Regions from separate parts of the Mus musculus genome. Here region 2 is linked to region 1. The links are chromatin contacts, called in public Hi-C maps. All regions are on one chromosome and are shown on one strand. Each heading gives the region's core, a stretch centred on a gene start, on an enhancer-like site or on the middle of the called end of the contact. The rest is flanking DNA. Distances are from core to core; before and after follow the strand shown.

Evidence for each region. A called contact is a pair of places that touch in the nucleus more often than the background predicts.
Region 2: a Hi-C map of liver shows a contact between it and region 1, with 2.2 times the contacts expected there. The contact joins two enhancer-like sites. A contact is called at or near these places in 4 of 484 Hi-C or Micro-C datasets (group 2 innate lymphoid cells and liver).

What each region holds. Positions count from the first base shown.
Region 1 is chr16:24,235,770-24,242,485 of GRCm38.p6, reverse strand. All of the region lies in intron 1 of Gm31814 (a long non-coding RNA gene), which reads left to right. Among named protein-coding and RNA genes, the nearest start is that of Gm31814, 24 kb to the left of the region's middle. Within about 2 kb of position 4,090, at least 143 of the 459 cell types and tissues checked have an H3K27ac peak or open chromatin away from gene starts, as enhancers often do. A contact at or near this core is called in liver, where this site is marked.
Region 2 is chr16:24,638,878-24,645,593 of GRCm38.p6, reverse strand. All of the region lies in intron 5 of Lpp (LIM domain containing preferred translocation partner in lipoma), which reads right to left. Among named protein-coding and RNA genes, the nearest start is that of Mir28a, 190 kb to the left of the region's middle. Within about 2 kb of position 4,048, at least 25 of the 459 cell types and tissues checked have an H3K27ac peak or open chromatin away from gene starts, as enhancers often do. A contact at or near this core is called in liver, where this site is marked.

The sequences.
Region 1 (6,716 bases), core at 2,841-5,340:
ATTGTTATTCCTCCTATGGGTTGCTAATCCCTTTAGCTCCTTGGATCCTTTCTCTAGCTCCTTCTTTGGGGACCCTGTGCTCAGTCCAATGGTAGGCTGCAAGGATCCACCTCTGTATTTGTCAGGCACTGGTAGAGCCTTTCTGAAGACAGCTATAACAGGCTTCTGTAAGTAAGCACTTACTGGCAATCACAAAAGTGTCTGGGTTTGGTGATTGTATATGGGATGGATCCCCAGGTGGGGTAGTCTCTGGATGGCCTTTCCTTAAGTCTTTGCTCCACACTTTGTCTCTGTAACTCCTTCCACGGGTATTTTGCTCCCCCTTCTAAGAAGGATTGAAGTATCCACACTTTGGTCTTCCTTCTTCTTGAGTTTGATGTGTTTTGTGAATTATATCTTGGGTATTCTGAGCTTCTGGGCTAATATACACTTATAAGTGAGTGCATATCATGTGTGTTCTTTTGTGATTGGGTAACCTCACTCAGGATGATATTTTCTAGTCCCATCCATTTGCCTAAGAATTTCATAAATTCATTGTTTTTAATAGCTGAGTACTACTCCATTGTGTAAATGTACCTCCACACAAAACCAGATACACTGAAATTAATAGAATAAAAAGTGGGGAAGAGCCTTGAGCACATGAGCACAGAGGAAAATTTCCTGAACAGAACACCAATGGCTTGTGCTCTAAGATCGAGAATTAACAAATAGGTCCTCATAAAATTGCAAAGCTTCTGTAAGGCAAAGGACACTGTCAATAGGACAAAATGGCAACCAACAGATTGGGAAAAGATCTTTACCAATCCCACATCCGAAAGAGGGCTAATATCCAATATATACAAGGAATTCAAGAAGTTAGACTCCAAAGAACCAAATAACCCTATTAAAAATTGCTAATATCCAATATATACAAAGAAGTCAAGAAGTTAGACTCCAAAGAACCAAGTAACCCTATTAAAAAATTCTCAACTGAGGAATACCGAATGGCTTAGATGCACCTAAAGAAATGCTCGACATCCTTAGTCATCAGGAAAATGCAAATCAAAACAACGCAGAGATTCCATCTCATACCAGTCAGAATGGCTAAGATCAAAGACTCAGGAGACAGCAGATGCTGGTGAGGTTGTGGAGAAAGAGGAACACTCCTCCATTGCTAGTGAGATTGCAAGCTGGTACAACCACTCTGGAGATCAGTTTAGCAGTTCCTCAGAAAATTAGACAATACTACCTGAGGACCCACTAATACCCCTCCTGGGCATATACCCAGAAGATACTCCAACATGTAATAAGGACACATGTTCCACTATGTTCATTGAAGCCTTATTTATAATAGCTAGGAGCTGGAAATAATCTCTAGTTCTTTGATGGATCTCTTGTTAGAATTTACCCTATTAGGAAAGGGGCTGATTCTAAAATGTTACACTCAGTATAATTCCATACACATTACATTTTTAGTTTGAGAAAAATGTCCTGAGAAGAGAATAACAGTTGCCAGGGTAATGAAGAGGTGGGAGAAAATCGAAGTAGCCCTAATAAAGCAGTCATGAAGGAACCCTCAGCAAAGGCTGTTCACTTGTCAGGACTATTCGAACATCGATAATTGATTGTGATTGTGTAATTTAGTTTTGCAAAATGTTTACATTTAAGGAAAGTAGGTGCAAGGTACACGGAACCCCCATGTACTATTTGTTCAACTTCAATTACCTTGAATTAAAAAAAAATTTTTTTTTTTAAGTTCAAAGTTTTTACTTTCTGATGGCGGCAGAGTGGCCAAGCATCTGGGGAGGCAGCGGTGGGGAAGGCGTGGACAAGAAAGAAAAACTGAAGAGCTGGTTCTCTCTTCCTTATTCTCTACCCTGGTCATATCTTCTGGCTGACTGGATGCTCTCAGGCCATCTGGAGGGCAGCGGCTCCCTCCCTTACTCCTTGCACGATGAGAAGAAGCATGAGGGAGGGACTTCTTCACCTAGCATCCATTGCTGATGTCGAGGGAGGGACTTCACCTAGCATCCATTGCTGATGTGGACTTTGCCTGCTCTGATCTGCAGACATCAGGAGGCAAAGCAAATGCACCCCTGAGTAGGTCAAAGTTTGGAGAAACCACACAAAGATTTCTTTCTAAAATTCTTCAAGGTGGGAGGGAGTTGGGATGGGTAGTATGAGGTTGAAAGGAATATGAGCTTGCCTGTGAGGCCCAAGGGTTTAATAACTAGAAGGAACAAAGAGTGAGGGAACATTGGCTTCTAGCAAGAAGACAACATTGTTCCTCTCATGTTGTTCACACACTGTATCCTCACCACCCCTACACATGCATTGCTCACCCTCGAAGGTGAATCAGGCTCAAAGCAAGGCGCGCTATGGAGTGAGCCTTTGTAAGATGGAGCTGACATAGTTAGTCCCTGCTCCTCTTAGGGTCTCTTGCCTGCTGCTTGCAATGGGTTGTCCTCCGAAGATAAAGATGTTCCTGGAAAATCTGGGATGGGGGTCAGGTGAGTTGGTTTTACTTTTGGCCTGAAGCCCCTGCAAGGATGTTTGCAGAGTCCTGGGGCCTACATGGGCAATGAACCTGCATGGGCAATGACCTCAGTCAAGAGGAAGCCCTCTGCAGGCCTTATCCTATACCGTTCCTGCAAGAAGGGGCTGGGGCAATGGGTTCCAGGGTTTGCAGCCCGCAACAGAGTTGCAAATCTGGACTAGGGGGTCAGAGAGTGGAAGGCAGCTACTGCATTTCTTCTTTCTTTCCATACCACCCTTGCCTTTCCTTTTCCTGTCTTCTTTGCCAATTCTAAGTGTCCTTCCTATATTTTTGTGGTGGTTGTTTTCCATCTGCTGTTCTTGACTTATTTCATCTTTCATTATTTAAATTTAAGTAGGTGATAGCACTTCTCTAAGTTGACTCACGACTCCCACTCTGCTCTGCCTCCTTAACCTTCCCCCGTTCTCTCTCCATGCTGGTCATTCTTGATTTCTTGACATTTTTTTCTTTTTTTGGACATTCCAATGGGTACTGTCTCAGGCCACCTGCATAGTGTTTCTGGTGCTGACTCCCATTGCCCCACATGGCCACACGTCTTCTTTGACTTTCGGGAGCTTGCTTTAACAAACACGTTTTCAAAGGCACCGTCCCTCTACAGGCCGTGTAAAGATGCTGCACACTCCTCTTCTTCTCTCTGCTCTCTGCTGATCTACACACGTGTAACCCTGCAGCTTACTCTCCTCTTGTTCATTGTCTGCACGGTAGGAAACCAGAACATAAGCTTTATGGAGGGCAGGGCTATTTGTCTATTTAGGACAGAGTCTGGCATGATAAATGGAGTAAGAGAGCAGATATGATTCTTTCTAGTGATCGACAAAATATGTACGCGTACTATTTTACTACTAGAAATTAAGTTCATTAAATATTTTATCAGTTCAATCGCCATCACTAACTATACTTGCGATAAAGGTATTAAGTGTTTTATAGATAGCCTCACTGCTCTAGATTCTGTGTCCCCTGTACTGTGTTTGAGGCACCAGATCAGGTCTGGCTTCTTGTAAACAGCTGACAGGCCAGCATTTCTCCTCCGTGTCTCTACTAGTGAAGTAGCTTGCACGCTCCCTGTGGACCTTGTGGAATTATTGGGTTAATTCGATAGCACTTCAACATGGAGTCGACTCCAAGGCAAGTCACCCATGCGTGGTTCACTGTTGCACACCAGTAAAGGACTGGACGAGTGGCTTCCAATGATGATGGAAACATCTAATGGGATAAGAGAGGCAGGTGTTGTGTGCAACTTAGTCTTCACGGGGGGACTGAGCTAAGAAAAGGATCTTAGGCAATGTGAGTGCTATTTGCGAGCGTATCAGGAGGGAACGGGAGCAGAGGCCAGCTATGTCATGGAATATTCCTTGCTTTCTTCCATTCCCCTCAAGCTCCGTGCTGGTGCGTCTCTTGCTGTGTATTATTGACAGAGGAAATGCTGATTCATGGGTCTAAGTTACAGGAAACCTTGTTTCCTGGTGAAGAAACAAGCTTGGTGGAGCTGCCAGCACCCTCCCTGCCAGTTGCTGCCACATGTCCTGCTCTGGGCCTGCACCCAGGCCGTCTGAGGAGGGGCAGGCCCCCTCAAGCTTAGCCAGTGAGATCACTTTCCCTGGCCCAGCTCCTCACCATGCCTCTCTGGGCCTTTCTGCTCTGACCTTACAATACCTTTCCAGCCCATCTCCCTTGCTTCCTGCTTGCTCCACCAGCTGAAGCCACCAATGAGCATGCCCAGCTCTCCCTGGGCACCTTGTATTTCCCACTCTGTGCCATGGCTCCTCATGTTCCCTGCCTGAACTGGCCCCTGAGCCCGTGTTGGCCCACTGAAATCCTACCTCCCCTTGAGCTCTGCACAGCTGTTCTGCTATATGAGGCCCGCTCTGCTTCCTTCTATTTATTACTATTCCTTTTAGTAGGGGTGTTTCCAAATATGTGAGCATTTGCGTACACTTACCAGCTCCAGCAGCTACCTGATTCCTCCTAAGTAGCCCCAGTTACTTTGACGGAGATTTTTGAGCTCCCTTAGCCAACTCTTGTAGTCCTACTTAACTTATGTTTCTTGAGTTGCACACAGAAGAAGGTCAGTCAGTGGCTTTACTCACCATGAAGCCAAACAGACATGGATTGAGCCAGCCAGTATTACAAGACAGTCAGTGGCAAGCTAAGATCTTTTCTTTTTTTCCTGAGAGGCCTCATTGAAAATGGTCATGTAGTTACTGTATCTAAACACAACAGATGTTCAAGTTACATTATTATCACATGTGTATAAAATAAAAAAAATTAATCTGCTAGCCAGCTGATGAATACAGGGACTTCTTAAGCTCGGCACCGAGCAATCAGCACTGGGCAGCCCTTTCTGAGGTCTGCTGTGTTCTGTTATCTGATCTCCTCCTGCTGCAGGAGATGGCTGATTTAGATGAAGAGAAAGCCATCTGATAATAAAGGCCTGTGTGAGTTAACCAAAGTTTAAAACGGTAAGTGTTATAAAATCATGTCTCTTTGGCTGTTACATGGATTAGAAAGCAGACATTCAGTAATGGAGGAATTTAACTACTCTGAAGTTACCTCTAGTTAGACAGATAGGAAGAGAAATGAAGGAAGTTTAATATGTGCACTTGGACTTTGGAAGGCTGGGAGCAAAGGCATGAAGAGACCATTGGGAAGGTAAAGCAAGAAATAGAAAGCCAGTCCTGGAAGAATGGCACACTTTCATCTGGACCGGACACAGCTCACGCCTGGACTTTGGCCTATAGTAAGGAGTCACCTGAAAGTCCAGTCTAAGGTGCTTGGACATTCCTGTGTCACAGTAGGAGGAAGAGTCTGGTCATGAGCCAAGAGCTGAAGAGTGGAGAGGGGATAGGAAGGTAGTCACCTCAGTTCCTAGATCACACAGAGGGTCTGCCACCAGTAAAGCAAGAGACCAACATGGCAGGCGGCTTGCAAGCTATGGAGGGTCTCTGGGAGTGTGACTCTCCATATCTAGCATTGTTTCAGCACAATAGGGTACCTGATGGCAGGAGTCATTGCCCCGAAAGAAGGGGAAGAGAATGGGGAGGAAGGTTAGGGAGACTGCATACGACAGTGCAGTGTGAGTCAGAGATGTGAGCAAGGATACAGCTGGAGAGACTCCTGAAACCTTTCTCCCTTCCTATGTCTTGGTTTTCTGTTATTATTCCTGTGGAGATGCTCATAAAACCTTCCCCATGAGAAAGCTGCTCATGTGCCAGGTTTGGGGATAACATGTCCAGGCAGGGTTTGTGGGAGGAGCTGGGTGGGGAGAAACGTTTAGCATTCCACAGCAGTTACAGTTGTAAAGAGATGGGAATTGGTGGGATTTGTGGAACCAGTGGGAGGTGGGGGTGGGGGTGCGGGATGGACACAGGTTTAAGGTTTAATTGGCAGGTATTTCCCTGGATATTACAAGTACAGACAGGAACAAAGGCTTCTCAGAGGAGACTCATGAACTCTATGACAAGCAGGGTTCCACGACAGCAGAGAACATCAGACCTCAAGACCCACGAGAAAGTGTCCTCATAAGAAGACCCATCCCTCTTCCCACTGTTCACATGAAAACTATAGCTCTCATCTTAAAGAAATACGAGATAGTTTATTTCATATCCATTTTGAATGACCATAGGCCAGGAACACAGATTTCAGTTGCCCGAATTTCATGTTCCAATGTAAAAGTAATTTCACAGGGTTTGTTTTATTGTTTTTGTTTTTTGTTTTGTTGTTGTTAAGCACAAATAAAGTCATAAACCAAGGCAACTTTAAAATACACTCACTGGTGAGCACACAAAAGGCAGGTACAGGGAGATGGGGGAGCTATTCCATAGGTCCAATGTACTAACTGATAGCATTCTTAGCTCCTGTTTTGGCAGACGCTAGTATCCTGCTAAGTATTAATATAGCTGTTCAGAGGTTTTATTATCACAAAATGTTAATTCTACTGCAACCCTATAGGTGGAACAACATTATGAACTAACCAGTACCCCGGAGCTCTTGTCTTTAGCTGCATATGTATCAAAAGATGGCCTAGTCGGCCATCACTGCAAAGAGAGGCCCATTGGACACGCAAACTTTATATGCCCCAGTACAGGGGAACGCCAGGGCCAAAAAGGGGGGAGTGGGTGGGTAGGGGATTGGGGGGATGGGTATGGGGGACCTTTGGGATAGCATTGAAAATGTAAATGAG
Region 2 (6,716 bases), core at 2,799-5,298, 400 kb before region 1:
ATACCAGTGGACTAAACCCAAAATATCCCTAGAGCTGCTTTATGTTATGAATGTCTGCAGAGACATTGCCTCTCCTTACCCAGCTTTGAGAACTGGCCCTCATTCGTTGGTATGTGGCCTCTTTTCCATGTTCAAAGCCAACACTCCTTGGACATTCTCTCATCATGGATTACTCCAAACTATTTTTATTTGCCCCTCACTGACTTCTAAGGAAAATTACTGTGAATACTCAGCTGCTTAGCAGCCTGAACTCTGTTTAACTTACGAAGACCCTTTGCCATGGAGCCAACCTATTCACAGGTTGCAGCAATCAGGACCTGGAATCCTCCTACCAGATATTCCACATGCCACCGTGAGCCATGAAGGAGGAGGCTGCAGGAGGCACTGGAAAGCTGGGAGGGAACAGGTTCCTCAGGGCACTGTAAGTGTCTTCCCGTCATGACACAGAGCATCTGAAGTTAAAGAACTTCCTAAGACAGCCTTCATATTTCAGGATATCTTTCCAAATTTAGATATTACTTCAACATTCTATTTTGTCTTCCACACACTGTTCTCCTTGTGATCCATAATCTTGCTACCAAATTTAGGGAAAATCCATGTTAGATGGTAAGCTGAGAAATGCATTTCAGGAAGCAAAATTAGATTTTCAGCTAAGCCAGTTCTTGACTCTACCTGTGGGAGGCTTTTCTTTACACCACTGCATCGATTTAAAAAGAAAAGGCCTCCAAAGGATTCTGATGCTGCCCAGGATAGGATGGTCCACACCAGAATCAGGGACCAGAGAGCTACTTTGTGACTTTAAGGAGAAGATAACAAATGGAATGAGAGGTAGAATATATCTAGCAGATACATGCAACAACAAAAACAAAAAGCAAGCCACCCTATAACCATATTTACTTCTTTGGACATGTTACAGCTGACACTAGGTAATACAGAATATGAGCCTGAACTACCCTGATGATACAGCTGGGAATATTAAGCTTGTTTGGAAAACCTACAAAGAGTTTCACAGAAACATTGGCAATAACATATCACTTCAGTGTATCTGCGTTTGCTAAGTGCCTGATGCTTGACCGTGAAAGAAAACTAGAAAGTCACTGGCTTGAGAAAGTGAAAACTACCTATAACTGCACATGTTCAAGGCGGGGTGAGGAGGAGAAATACTGTGATACAGATTAAAGCTTTGTAAGTGCCAGGCACTTGCTTAATAGCTTTTAAAGACGCTTTCAACACCAATGGTTTATGACTCCGTGACTCAAAATGTGAGGGCGAATTAACAGCAAAGAGACAGACTGTTTCCAACCTGAGTAGCCAGAAAATAGCCCGATGTTATGGCAGGGCAGTTAGCCTAACTGCAAGAAGGCACTCATTGAGCATTTACCATAACACATAATTCTCTAGGCAAGATCAGGCAAAGAGAACTCAGTAACTCGTGCTGCTAATGACTGACCTCCCTCATACCAAAACCCCATGGCCATATTGGAAATTAAGCAATTCAGTAGTTGTTTTCAAAGTAGACTCCCAGCGTACAGTATTTTCCACGTGCCACTCAGTTGTCACAGGGGAGTATAAAGGACTCCAGACCTTTGGAAATTCCCCCCAGGAATCCGTGAACTTCCTGTATAGAAACAGCTTCACCTTCGAGCTTGCTGGTTGCCTAAAGGTTTGGTGGGTAGAAAGGCATGAAGACGAGCGAGTACTGGCTGCCCAGGCCAAAGGCAACTGAGATGGAGGTGGTGCAACAAGAAACCTGAAATTGAGGTGTACACATTTCCATCCTTTACAATAAAAACCAAGGAAAATACCAAATTACCAAGATGGAAAATTCCCACCGTGAGCAACAAGACTGAGCAAGAAGAGAAAAACAAGCTATGCGGTCACGGGAAACACACATCCCCCTGCTAAGAAAACACACATATTCCCACGAAGAACTCTTTCCTTCTGAATAGAGCTAAAGGTGCAAGAACTAGTTTGATAGAGACATTATATTACCTAGACAAACCTGAACTGGATTATCTGTTTGTTTATTAGATTATGGCTTTAGGCTCATTGTTTCCTGCTAAGAGCCCTTGACATGAGCCGATACACACATTCCTTGGAAGGAAGGCTTTGTGGTTGTATTTTATGGTGCTTAGGCTCTTGAAAAGACTTGTGAATGCAGTCACCCCAGAGGATTAAATCTCTGGGGCCACCTCATTGGGAGGATCCAGTTCATTTCACACAGCCTCAAATAGGACATATGAGCTTTTTGCACCCAACACCAACTTATTCCCTGTGGAATTTCTCATAGTAACCCTCACCCGCTGATCTTGGTCACCACCCAAACACCAGATCCTGGGTGCCAATAAATTGGAAATCAAAGCAAGGTAAATTGGAAGTGAAAGTCAACTAGGTTTCACTTCTGTCTGGCCACCCAAAGGGGAGAAACGCTGTCCTGGCATTTCTGTCAAACCATCAGGCAAAATCGTTCTCCCAAAAATAAATACCAGAGTGTATCAACCACAGCTTCTGACTCTATATAACAAACAAACAAACAAACAAACAAATGATGTCATTCATTTACCATCTACTTACTTTGTTGATCTCTTCATTTTAATAGGAAAGCTTTTGTTCGTATGCCTCAGACTGGATTGGAACGAGGCTATGATATAGAAATCTTCTGAGGACAGGGGTCTTAACATTCTAGGATTCCCAACAACTTCTCATCCCAAGCCAGCAGGGGCATAAACATGAGAAGGACACATTTCTAGAAACAGCACTCCTGACAAAGCTCTCAAACACCTGTGGCCTTTGTTTCTCTGATATTCTAGGGATTGGGCGGTGTTGTACTCTTAATCCTCTCGGTTATAAAACAAGTCTAAGTGTTGATCTTCTGTGCCAGCGAGGATTTATCCTACAGAGTTTTCTGTTTTGTTTTGGTTTTTGGTGCCTACGTTAAAAAAAAAAACAAAAAACAAAAAACGAAAGTATCTTGAAAACAAAGTATCTCAGTATCTTATTGATTACCAATACAGGCCAATATTGTTTGAACTAAGCTTAGAGAAAGCAGTAAGACACACCTGAAGACTGGTTCCTCCAGTTCCCTAACTGTCCTCTATGGAGTCCATTCTATCGCCACTGGACAATACAAATTTGTTTTAAATGGGATGTTCTAAACAGCCCAGCATGCGATGAGCATGGGAGTCATCGCCTAAAACACAGAGAGTCGATGGAACTAATTGTAAATTCTACTTCATGTTAATTCATATAAATTAGATATAAACTAAAACTCAAAATCATGACTAGCAGCTAGCATATCACATGTCAGGGAATTATCTCTACTACATAAAGAAGATGACTCATTCCATTTTCCAAGGACAAAATTCATGTTTGGAAAGTATGAAACTCAACCCGTTTTTTGTCAAAATTTCAGTATCAGAGAGTATATAGAAGAAACCCCCAAGGCATGAGCAGATTCACAGATTTCTCATCATTTGAATAAGGAGATGCCAATAGGGAAAATAATCAGGTTTTACATATTCCCAACACCTCAACTCAGATACTGGGTTAAAGGTACTCACAAGTGAGGGCCAGGAACTAGGAAAGGGAATTATTACACAGGGAAACACTGTTTTATGTTTTGTTTTGTTTTGTTTTGTTTTTGTGTGTTGTTGTTATTTAGAAAAAAAAGGGCAGTGCTACAGAAAGCCCCGAGTGTTAGTGCTACCCTGCCAAGGATGTTTCATGAGGACATTCTGGGGAGCAAGTGGCTGACATGGCTTCTCAGGGGAGTTTATTACTGATGAGGCCATATGTTAAGGTTCCACAGTCCGCATTACCAAACAGCAGGGGCAGAGGAGCAGTGTCTCTATTCTGAACACAGGTAGGGCCACAGAACACACTAATACCCCCGAGGAGGCAGGGACCCAGCACAGTGAGGCATAGCAGAAAGTGAGGCTCTTCACTAGTAAAGAAACTGCAGGGAAGGCAGGGCAAATGCAACCGGAAAGGTTAAGAGTTATGCAGGCATAGCAGGTGTGAGGGGAACAGACGTACAGTGAACACACAGGAAGAGAGGCAGTGTGAGCTACTGAGTCAGCACATGGCACACGGGAAGTCATTTCAAATCCACTTAGACCTTCAACCTCCATCAACAGATTAATAACTTCAAAGCAAATTGAAATGAACTTGATTATACTTGCAAATTACAGCAAAATTAAAAGACACCCCAAATGTAAAGGTAACACTAGTATATATGCGCATAATACATAAAATTCAAAAACGCTAACAGAATCACACACACTCACACACACACACAGACACACACACACACACACAAAGTTAATGCTGTTTGGATAAGATGTGAGTTACCTGATTAGGCAATTGTTTGTTTTAAAAAAAAAAAAATCCTATCATGGGACAAGGGAAAATAAAGCCAGAATTGTGACATGCCAACTAATTCACTCTGTGTGCAGAAAGTCACTTCATCAAGCTGCTGCAATGAAACTGCCACCCATCTCTTCAGCAGCAGCTCCTTGACACAAGCAAAGGAGACGTGAGTATGAGAGAGAACCGTGAGAAACTGGCACCTAATACAGAACAGGGACACATAACCAGGGATCTCTTTAGCTTACAAGGAGATCCATGCAACAGAACACCCATGCATCTGATCAGAGGACCCAAGTAAGCCAGGGTTATGGATCTATTAGGAACAACTGGGTGTAAGGATCTAGAATCAGGCTTAATGGGAAATGTCATCTCATTTCCGGTGGTCTGTTAGGCAGATAAGCCCTTTGGACAAATATTTTAAGGTTTTCCCTTATCATGGTGCCATCATCTGAGTGGGAAATGTCTCCACAGAATCATTCTTGAACCCTTTGCTTCACTTTATCGGGATTTTGAAGCTATAGAGCTGTGAGGAACTGAGACCTGACTGATGGAAGACATGGTTATGTTCTACCTCTGTGCGCCTCGTGGTCAGCAACATGGAAAGGCCTGTATCCCATGATGCACAGCCACAGGCTGAGCTGCCCCACTATGCCTTCCCAGCCCTAAAGAATGGCAAGCCTCCCTGGGATGCTATGAGTCAAGTTGTTACAAAAAGTGGTCACAATGACACAGGAGGAACTAAAAGCATACTTCTACAAAAGCCTGGGAAACTCAGCGCCGTGTGAGCAGGGAAAGTGGGGACCCACATTAACTCTTCTTGCTTCCCCAAGTGGATCACTGAGAACACCCTTGCTCAGGAAGCTTTTATGAAGATGTAATGAGACCACAGCAATCAATGCTATGCTATGCTATGCTATGCTATGCTATGCTATGCTATGCTATGCTATGTACTGTCTGTCTGCTCTCTGCCTCTATATTAGAAACACCTCACTTGGGTTTCCTCATTCTAAGAATATAAACTTCTGCCTCCCTCTCTATTTTCTAGGTAATTTGGTTAAAAGCAAACACCTTCTGTGCTTACCACACAGAATCTTATAACCTAGACTGAGGAAATCAGAGAAACCACTAACCTTAATGAAGTATTGGCTATATATACCTGTGCTTCTATCTATATCTTAAAATAGTTTATAATTAAGAGCAGAACTCTACTGACAATACAATAGACTCACTAATGCTAATATGGTTCATTTGACTAAATATTTTAAATATATATAATAGCTACAATAGACACAGACCAGTCTGTCACTTCACCCAACCAGAGAAGTCACTCAGAATTAAAATTTTTACTCTTAAACTTTCCCACACCATGCCCCAAGGCAAAAGCCACAAGATCAATAAACACCCTGCAAAAATGGTCACCTAACATTATTTATGGCTGAGAGAAGTGCTTTTGACACACCTACAAAAGTTTCAGTTTTACAGCACTGATTGTATTCTGTGATATTTGAGATTATCTCTGAGACAATTCCGGAGGGAAGGACTGAGGTACAGAGGAGATGAAGTGACCATCAAAGGGAAGGAAGGCTGTGGAAAGAAGAGAGAGGGACTACATGCGACAGGAGGAACAGCAGTACAAAGAAGTACATGAGCCAATCCTTGCTGAAGATGATGACATATGTGGAAAGAAACATTAAAATAATTGTTACAACAGTTTTTAAAATTGTCCATGGCAAATTGTTAAAAAAAAAAAAACAACCAAAAACCAGAAAAGTATGTGCTTTTGGAAGTCATGAAAGAAGCCCCAGCATCCAGAACTTAAGATACAACACAATTCTGAGTTAAAATGGCACAGGCGAGATAAACTGTATGGACTTTATCTCTCAGAGTTCAAGCCAGCCTTAGCCGAAGTTCAGTATTTGATATAGGTTGAATGGTTTGTAATCTATACTCAATCCGACACACATGTGGCGCTTAGCTTATAAATGTCCCCTTTCGATTTTCTCATCCAAAGCTTAAGGAGGGACCTGGTACATGTTAAACTAATAGGTTCCTTGTGCTCATGCTGACAGTCTAGCTTGTGTATGCCCGAGGTAACTGTGCAATGTTTGTATTTGCCTAAGGAAATGAACTAAAAATACAGACTCTGGTGTTCCATAGACAGCTCATAGGTTCAGACCAATACACTCACACAACTATTGCCAGTGTACTATCATTGATGTACAGCAGTAATCCAGGGTTCTGAACAGTCGAGGGAAAGTGCCAGAAATTACTTTCTAGGATTAAAGAACACGATGAGGAGTTGGGATGTGGAAGAACTAATACTGAACAAGGACCTCTAGCATGGCTGC